Linked DNA regions of Hordeum vulgare: all the other regions are linked to region 2. A link is a contact called in public Hi-C data. All regions are on one chromosome and are shown on one strand. The core of a region is the stretch at or near the end of the contact, and the rest is flanking DNA. Distances in the headings are between cores, read along the strand shown. Region 1 holds the start of LOC123411191 (transcription factor GAMYB-like). Region 2 has its middle 110 kb from the start of LOC123408874. Region 3 has its middle 89 kb from the start of LOC123412363.

What was found. Hi-C and Micro-C count contacts between places; a contact is called where the count stands out from the background.
Region 1: a Hi-C map of leaf shows a contact between it and region 2, with 4 times the contacts expected there. The contact joins the promoter of LOC123411191 here to the enhancer-like site in region 2. A contact is called at or near these places in 2 of 6 Hi-C or Micro-C datasets (both in leaf).
Region 3: a contact with region 2 is called in a Hi-C map of leaf, with 3 times the contacts expected there. The contact joins two enhancer-like sites. A contact is called at or near these places in 2 of 6 Hi-C or Micro-C datasets (leaf and seedling).

What each region holds. Positions count from the first base shown.
Region 1 is chr7H:526,837,673-526,840,842 of MorexV3_pseudomolecules_assembly, reverse strand. LOC123411191 (transcription factor GAMYB-like) reads left to right here and starts at 1,253. Exons shown (of 6, transcript XM_045104131.1): 1 at 1,253-1,356; 2 at 1,507-1,982. The coding sequence starts at 1,557.
Region 2 is chr7H:526,637,498-526,640,603 of MorexV3_pseudomolecules_assembly, reverse strand. No RefSeq gene overlaps it. Among protein-coding and RNA genes, the nearest start is that of LOC123408874, 110 kb to the left of the region's middle. Within about 2 kb of position 1,338, at least 1 of the 3 cell types and tissues checked has open chromatin away from gene starts, as enhancers often do. A contact at or near this core is called in leaf, where this site is marked.
Region 3 is chr7H:526,401,160-526,404,189 of MorexV3_pseudomolecules_assembly, reverse strand. No RefSeq gene overlaps it. Among protein-coding and RNA genes, the nearest start is that of LOC123412363, 89 kb to the right of the region's middle. Within about 2 kb of position 1,554, at least 2 of the 3 cell types and tissues checked have open chromatin away from gene starts, as enhancers often do. A contact at or near this core is called in leaf, where this site is marked.

The DNA of each region.
Region 1 (3,170 bases), core at 4-2,503, 200 kb before region 2:
ATGAAATCATAGAATGTCTTGACATTAAAACAAAGGTTCAGAAAATCAGAAAATGTTCACGGATTCAAAAAATGCTGATGGTTTTAAAAAATGTTTGCATATTATAAAATAATTCACACAATGTCTATGAATTTTCAAAAATCGAATACCCAAGTTGTTCCCCATTTACAAAAAAATCATCAATTCAAAAAATGTTCACTGAATAAAAAACTGTTCATGCATTTTAGAAAAAAGATAAGTTTACATCAATCGACAAAACTTGATCACATGGACACTGATTTTATCTTTTTATAGCAGCAAACACGAGTTCATGGACTAGCCCATGTTTTATTATACCATTTATTTTGTACTTCTTTAAACTAATTCATGATTTTTCAAAATTCCAATTTTTTGAGTTCTGAAAAATATTGTTCATGAAACCATAGAATGTTTGGGAATTGAAACATAGGTTCAGGAAATAATAAAACGTTCACGGTTTAAAAAATTGATGATTTTTAAATACTGTTCACATGTTATAAAATGATTCACAATTTCGAAAAATATATTCAGCAAATATAAAATGTTCATGGTTTTTAAATGACCATTTATCCAAAACATATTAGTGAATTCAAAGAAAATGTCTATGAAGTAAAAATAACGTTAAGAAAAACTAAAAAAATCTTGAATTTCAAAATTTATTCCCCATTTAAAAAAAGTTCATAGACTGAGTAAAAAACTGTCCATGCATTTCAGAAAAAAGTTAGTGGGCATCAATCAACAAAATTTAACCACGACCATCATTGACGAGGATGGAAGAAAAGATAAGTGGCAACATGATGGGCCACGGTGTTAAGTACAAACATAGAGGATGCTCATATGTCGGGGTATTGAGCCATACTTATTTGACTATAACGTAATACTTTTGTCTCCCGTTGCAACGCACGGGCATATTTGCTAGTGCTAGTATAAAGAAAACATAAAGAAGAAGAAAACGAAAACATATAAAACGTTAAAGAAAACAGAAAAAAAGGAGGCAGTTGCCACCTGCGCGTTGGGCTGGCCTAGTTAGGCGCCTGACGCAAGCGAACCCTACCTCTCGCTATAAGCGATACATACGCGCGCCCGACGTCAGAAGCACTCTGCTGTTTCTTCCACCGCTCCATTCTCGGGCCGAATACGCGGGCCCGTGAACCCGCTCCATTCGAAATTGGACTTTTACCTCTATCTATCTATGATCTGGAGTATCTCCTAGTACTACGCGTGCGCACTCCAAAGCCATCGCGAGTCTATCTCTCCCTCCCACCCTCCCTCCCTTGTACACTCTGCGCCGCCGCCGCACGCGGTAGATCGGTCGCTCCAAAGCCCCTCCTCTCCACGGTGAGCACCGCACCCGAGATCAATCTTCCTAGATTCGATTCGATAACGTCGAATTTAATTGGCCTTGGTTGGATTGCGCTGGAGTGAATTTAGCTGTAGATTGGATTTTATTGCTGATGCATTTCCTCCACTCTGTTCTCAATTTGGTAGGGAGCTGGCGCGGCTGTGCTGCGGCCTCTCGGCCACGAACGGGGTTGAAGATGGAAGAGGAGGACGCCGCGCTCGACTTGCCGGAGATGCTGAAGGAGGAGGTGCACTCGCCGCCGCGCAGCAGCAGCGACGACGATGAGACCGAGGATGACGTCAGCGACGGCGAGGAAGAGGAAGGCGGGGCTCCGGTCGGGACCGGCGGCGCGGTAGCCAGCCGGCCGCCGCTGAAGAAGGGGCCGTGGACGTCCGACGAGGACCAGCGGCTGAGGACCTACGTGGAGGCGCACGGCGAGGGTAACTGGAATCGGGTCCAGAGGAACGCCGGGCTGAACCGGTGCGGCAAGAGCTGCCGCCTCCGCTGGGCGAACCACCTCAGGCCCAACCTCAAGAAGGGCCCCTTCTCCGAGGAGGAGGAGCAGAGGATCATCGAGCTTCATGCGCTGCACGGGAACAAGTGGGCTAAGATGGCGTCCGTTGTAAGTTTGCTCGCTCTGCTGGAGTATTATATACTCCCTCCGTTTCAAAATAACTGTCTCAACTTTGTACTAGCTTAGTACAAAGTTATACTCCCTCAGTTCCTAAATACTATAAGTCTTTAAAGAGGTTTCACTAGTGGACTACATACGGATATATATAGACATAATTTAAAGTGTAGATTCACTTATTTTAATCCGTATATAGACCCCTAGTGAAATATCTTAAAAGACTTATATTTAGGAACGGAGGGAGTACTAAGCTTAAGACACTTATTTTAGGACGGAGGGAGTATTATATATACATGCTTCTTGATCGGGTAGCCACTTAATCCATTGCTCTTCTCTCGTTAGTCTAGATTGGTGATGATTTGCTTTGGTTGATTGGGTTGGGGGAACACTGCTCTTGGTCAGACAGTTTGCCTAGTGTATACAGTACATGCGTAGAATTTATGTCGTTTTTTTCATTCAAAAAAATTTATGTCGTTTTCCCCTAATAGGTAGGTACTGTATTTTTGAGAGAAATTTTGCTAGGCTGCCGGGAAATAAGAAAGTTGTTATTGAATTGAAGTACCGGTTTGTGCTCTGCTAATCCATGCGATTCTGTTACCAAGTCGTAGTGATTCGTTGTTCAATCAGACTGGTTTGCTAACTAATCCATGCAAGGGGTCGACTCTTTGGGTGACAGTTCTAAGAGCATTCTCTCTCATTTGCTATTTCTGTCTCTCTCTTTTTTTTTTTGAAATTTGCTATTTCTGTCTCTACTCTCTATATATAGTCATGTTTTACTTTACCTGTACATTCAGTTAGCAAATATGAAATTGTTATTTTCTATATTACTGTTAATAATAGAATATAATTTGGTCATCAGCTGGCATTCCTAAAAGATGTGAATTTAACTATTTGGTTTTGTCTCTTATCAAGTGGGTTTCTTGCCTATAGTAAGTCATGTGCATTGTCATTTGTCACCAACAATGATGTCATATTTGTTTCTTTAGTGTTTTGTCTATATTTTTCGGTATGTGTAAGGGCATCTCCACATCGACCCTCAAACCGTCCGCACATGTCCCGACCGCGCTGGTGGTCCTGGACGCGCTTTTTTCTGTAAATGAGAGACAAAGTGTGTGTGTGGTGGTGTGTGTGTGGGGGGGGGATTTGTGGGCGTTTGAACCACTGCCATGTCCGCGTGAC
Region 2 (3,106 bases), core at 89-2,588:
CGTGAAGTAGTCTACACAAATCAAACAGCGGGCATAGAAATCGGCAACACGAACAACGAAATACAAATACACATAATGCACTCTACAGCATCCAAAGATCACCACAATTAATCACCTGCCAAGTTCTGAACTAAAATTACTAAAAAATGATAATATTAAACGGAGGAGGAACATCTTCCTTGTCAGCCCTTTGCCCTTCCGGTCGTCAGCATAACTGTAGGCGTCCGTCGCAGCTGGCGGACCATTGGAGTCGTCGGACATGGAGCCGTGATCGTTGTCGTCGCCCGAGGAGGAATCAGAGATGCCAAGAGGCCCTTATCTGTCGGATGGCCCGTACTGCTGCCGCTTGAGCTGGGCCACCCTCGCCGCCTTTGTCACTGCCTCCACCATTGTCTTCGCCGCCTCACGCTCCGACTATGGCTAGCCAAAGCGCATTGCCCTTCTTCCTCTGGAGCCGGTAAGCGTTTGCCTTCGCCGTGTAAGAAAGCAACGGTAGAACCAAGCGAGGAATCGCTCCTCCTCGTCGGATACTATGAGCAACCCACATTGGCGACGAATGAATTACCCATCCGCGTCCCTCTCCCTTGTTCGCTAGGCCCGCAAAGCATGCATTAACACCCATTGCTACCCTTTGGAGCAACGGCCGACGGAGAAGGTGGATGACGGAGGGGCGACACGGATCTGCGCACGGGCCGCAAGGGGCCAGCTCTGTTGTCCGCAAAGCACAAGCCGGGGAGCGGCAATAAGGCACATCCGGAATTGCTCCCTGTGGCCACCTTTGACCGCTCTAGTGCAATGCGGAGGGCCAACTCCTCGTCAACAACAAGCTCGGAGTCGGAGCGGTAGCTGGAGCTCAACATGCTCGTCAGAGTCGTCGGATTGGATCAAAATCGGAAAAATCACAGGAGGGGAGAAGAAGAGACAGAGCGAGAGCGGAGTGAAGTGAGCAAGGGTTTTCGGATTAAGGGTTTCCGTGGGGACAATGTGAGGTCGAAGGTGGGTCCTGCTAACGTGGGGGACGAGCCCGGGCATGCCGCATATCCACCCTGCTTTTTAAGGCCGGTTTGAGATACCCGGATGGGTCGGTTTTTTTGAGCGGTGAGGGATCCGTCTGTCGACCCGTTCACACGTTTGAGACCGATTTAAGGCGTTCGGTTTGTTGATGTTCTTGAATAATCAAGATGTTTCATTTGTCGGCACTTTCACAAAAAAGCAATGTCACTTTCATTTAAAGTTGTGCCACACCATTTGGGTCCACCTGATTTGTGAGAGTGACCCGCATTTCAGGAAGCTTTTCGACAGAAAATGCTAGCATCTTTGTATCCATGCGTTGTTAATCATGTGACCCTTGAAATGTTGGCGAGACACAAAAGATGTAGACAGATAGACCTTCTTAACCACTCTAATTACAACTACGATTTTGACATATCAAATATTTATATGAATCAGCTTAATATTAAAACACGAATATAAATAGAAAAACATTTGAGGGCTCCAGTTAACAAATAATGAAACCAATTCTTCCATACTATTACTACCCTCCAAAAAAATATATTCTTCTACAAGTACTACAACAACTAGGGCTTATCCTTACGTCGTTTGCTTGGATTGGAAGTTCGAAATGTCTACTTTAAAACATCTCTATCACTTGTCCGAAATTATAGCTCCCTACTAAAGTGCAATTCGCGCTTTGTTGTGCCACCTCTAATTTATATTAATTATCATTCAAACAAATGTATCTACCTTTCAAATATGTTTAGATACATATGAAAGACAACAAACGTGGACTGGAGGGGTTTTTATAATTCAAGGTGAAAAGTTTTACACCCAAAATCATAGAACCAAGCTAAATCGAGTTGACATATATTTCTATTAATTCGGTTTATGGCGTTCGGTCAAATGTTTCCATTGCTAGTTGTTTGTATTCGGGTATCGGCATTTTTCATACTATCAGAGCATCTCTAGCAGACCTCGTATAATACTCCGACCAGCAAAATAACCGTCAAAATACGGGTCTGCGCGAAAATGTTGTCCGATCAGACCCCGCAAAAGCGTCCGACCCGTAAACTTTTTTGATGGCGCAGCAAAATCCCCTCCCAGACCCCCGAGAAAACACATGTTTCCGCCTCGCCTATACGGTGCCTTTTATCCCAGGAAAACATTTGGTGGGAGGGACATTTCAGCTCGCGCCCTTTCCCCACCCCCTTCGCCGCCGCCCTGCCATTGGTTCCGCCCGTCCGCCGCCGACGATTCCGCCAAATCTGCGGACTGAATTGCGTCGCGAGGGCGCCCCTGCCGTCTTCCGCCGAGCCACTGCACCGACTCCCCCGGATCCGCCAATCCACCGCGGTCGGAGAGCTACCGTTGGAGATGGAGTTGAGACTATGCGAGAAGTTTTTGCTCGAGGATTCATCCGATTCGGATGACTCAAATGTTGAGACAGTGCTTTTCACATTTCGCCAGCAGAGTTTGGTGATGGCCCTTGCTGTGAAGGAGCACGAAGAAGAGAACCGAAAGAGGCGGCGAGGATGGAACGTCGGCCACTTTGCATTTTCCTCGAAATCGCCATCTCGGGAACGAGATGTTGATGCTACGGTGATTTGAATAATTATTGTACTTTGAATGATTATTGTATTGTAATATTAACATTTTACTTATATTGCACATTAGTAATTCTAATTTATGGGGTCTTTGGTTTGCGGGTCGACGCGGTGGCGTCCGAGAAGACCCTGCATTGCCGATCCGTAAAATAAATTTTTTTTACGAATATCCTTTTTTACGGGTCTGATTTACAGGATCTGACTATGTCCGCACCCGCGCTGGCCCGTAAAATCCTTTTTCCGCAAACTATAAATGATTTTTTAGATTGGCTTTATACAGGATCTGCTAGAGAATACACTCTCTTCCATACTTAATTTTCTCTAGCTTCCCTACTTTGATGGTATGTGTACATTACACTCTCCAACGGGTTCACATGTTGGCTTCGCTATCCTACAACATCCGATTTCTTTTTTCTGTTCTGGCCCTCCTCAACGCTAGCGTGGCGTGAGTCTTTTATGAAAAATCTATCGTTCGAGATGCCCGACCGGATGACGGACAAACCGGT
Region 3 (3,030 bases), core at 305-2,804, 240 kb after region 2:
TGAACATAACTAGACGGAAATTCCCATGTCCTTGGGAGTGTTTGCTTCATATAAGAGTACTTTCAGGCGTGTCCTTTTCTATAAAAAGGATTGTGATCTCTTGCTGCACACTTCCTACTATTTTTACTTGTCACTTGTTATGAATTATCTTGCTACAAAACTATTTATCATTGTTACTCACAGCACTTGCAGAGAATACCTTGCTGAAAATGGTTATCATTTCCTTCTACTCCTTCTTGGGTTCGACAATCTTACTTATCGAAAGGACTACGATTGATCCCCTGTACTTGTGGGTCATCACTAACTCAATGAGACTCCAAGGTGTCCGCGCTCGCGGGGGTGAGGAGGACGAGATGTCATGGTTCCAGGCGACGGTGTGGATCGGATAGGCCGAGCGCTTCCTCTAGGCGGTGGATGGCCTTAGGCGTCTCACCGGTGGGACGATGAGGAGACTGGATACGCGGGGGTGGGTGGGTGGTTGTGATGTACGGGCATGTTGCGAGAAAGGGCTCTAGCAGACGTTGGTGACACGATGTGGGCGAGGGTTGTGGCCGGAGGGGCCTTTTGAGAAAGGAGGGAAGAACAAGATGTGGGAGAGTTTCATATGGGGTCCAATTGTGTTGTTAGTTTAGCATAAGGGAAGGGTGTTGGAAGAATAAAAAATCAACTCCTCAAAATTTGAGAAGTTAAAATTGATTATGAGGTTTGGGGATTGTATGAGGGAGGCGATTTATGGCATGCATGCATGGACACATCGACCTCAATTATCTTTTGGTTTTCACATTTGTATCTGTTATATCTTTTGAACCAAAATTTATATTTAAGTTTTGTTTGCATATTCATGTTCCTTGTAACGAGGGATTTGAAATAAAACCACTTTTGAATACATTTTAAGAGTTTTAGAAACTTCATAAAGTATGTCTGAAACTTAACACAAACAAAAGACAAATTCACTAAGTTTGAGAAAATAAAACTTAAAATCATGTAAGGAGTCAAACAAGTTTTCAGATCACGGAGCAATCGTGCGGCCCGACAAGGCTAAGCATGTGTGTGCCCCCTAACTTGTGTCCCTTGCGAATTTTCGGCTTGTATGACACCAAATCTCAAGGTAGTGTAGTGTCATATGCCTTATTTGGTTGAACTTTTGCTTCTACTTTTGCAGCTTTTTACTTTGATCAAAAATCCATAAAAACTCCTAAATAGGTGTTTTTTGCTTCAGCTTTTGCTTATGAATCAATATAACAGTATTTAGTTTCAAAAGTCATAAAAGCTCTAATTTATAAATTTTCTTGTTTTTTTGGTCAAAATGAAAAGGCTGCAAAAGCAGAAGTAAAAAACCCAAAGAAACAGGACCATAGTGTGGTTGGCAACATATTTTCAGTGCTTGTGTGTTGCAATCACATGTATCTTGGCCAGTCGAAAATGTGTGGCCATCCGATGCCCAAGATACTTCTTGCCAATTTAGTGGTGACTGGTGGGAAGAAGATGCTCTTCCTAAGTACCAGACATACACGCATGGTTCACCCGTCCATTTCATCTCTTCCATTTCTAGCTAGCTTGAAGCTAGATATGAGGGTCGCGCCAATAATTGTCGTTCCCTTTGCATGGCTCGTGATTCGACGGCCCCATAGGGAGATTTGTGGTCACGGCGCCATGATTTGTGGCCCAGATATTTCGTGAGTAATAATAGTGTTCCATGTAGAATGATGTACGAGTATATAACGTATCTCCGTCGTTTCGTGGAGAGTGGAGACCTGCAGGTGCAGCGGCGTCTGTGGTTCTCCAAGTGTGATATTCGGGTGTGTAATCAGCTGGGGAAGTTGGGCTACCAATGTAATGCCAATGGGGCCTTCCTATGGGAAGATGATGTAGCTGAACAGGTCGCTGTTGTTGAAATGGGCGAATTGCCCAACTTGTCCGCGTAATAAAGCTATACTTTACCCCAAAAAAATGATTTTCCTATCTAGTGGAGCTTGGAGACCAGCTAGCACGTTGTCTACTTGATTCCAATAGCCTAGTACGGAGTAATGTACATGCTGACATGCATGCCAATCGGTTGCAGTACAAGACAACGTACGTTCTATTCTGCCCATCTACAACCACTCACAAAATCCTCCCCCCTCCTCCCCGTGAACGTCCAACAATGACTGGTCAGCACATAAAAAAATATTTCCACAAACGGATACCTTATTTAGAAATCATCAAATCCATATGATTACATTACATGTACCCTAAAACTATAAATTTACACCAGCGACCGTTCTTGTTGTCCCGGCCATGTCCATGTCCGGTGGCCAGTGCGCTCCTCGGAGTGTTGACGTGATCGTCAGACAGATCGAGTAGAACATGGGACACACATCAGCTCACGGGACTTGCGACGCAGCCGTCTCTCATGCCCTACTCTTCTTTGTCGATATCCGTGCTTCCATATCGGACATGCCGCACCATATTTGCGTTGGACGTGAAGTGTGTGTGCATCTCCAATTCAGCGCGCCAAGGGAGGGGTTGCGCATCCGCCACGACGTTTGGACGCCGGATGTACCGCAGCACCTCCGATGAGGCAGCATGGACTGTCGTGGTTCCGGATCCATGCGTCATTTGGGCGGACGCAAGGGATTCCCGTCAAATGCAGTCTCAGCGTTGTCGTTGGGCAGACTCCTCCCGGGAGCGATGGAGCGCAAGGCAGATGGCCATCTCCTCCTCAAGGCCATCTCGGACAAGTTTTGGGTCAATGAATTAAGAGGTTTAGGACTCGGATCCGCTGCCCATTATGCCAGAGAATGTCGAAGAACGCAGGACGAGAGCTTTTGGACAGAGGGGAGTGGAGTCGAGTGGAGTGGAGTGCAATGAGGATAGGCTTTCATGCGGAGTGCGGAGAGGGTCTAATTTATGTGTGGTCAGGTGGATCTGGTCCTACATGACGGGCATGTCCGGATGCTTCTGAACGTCTCATATCCGCCCAGATGTGGGTTAGATAAAGGGAGTGTCGGCCAGTCCACGCATTTGAGCCAGATTTAACGGGTCCGGTTT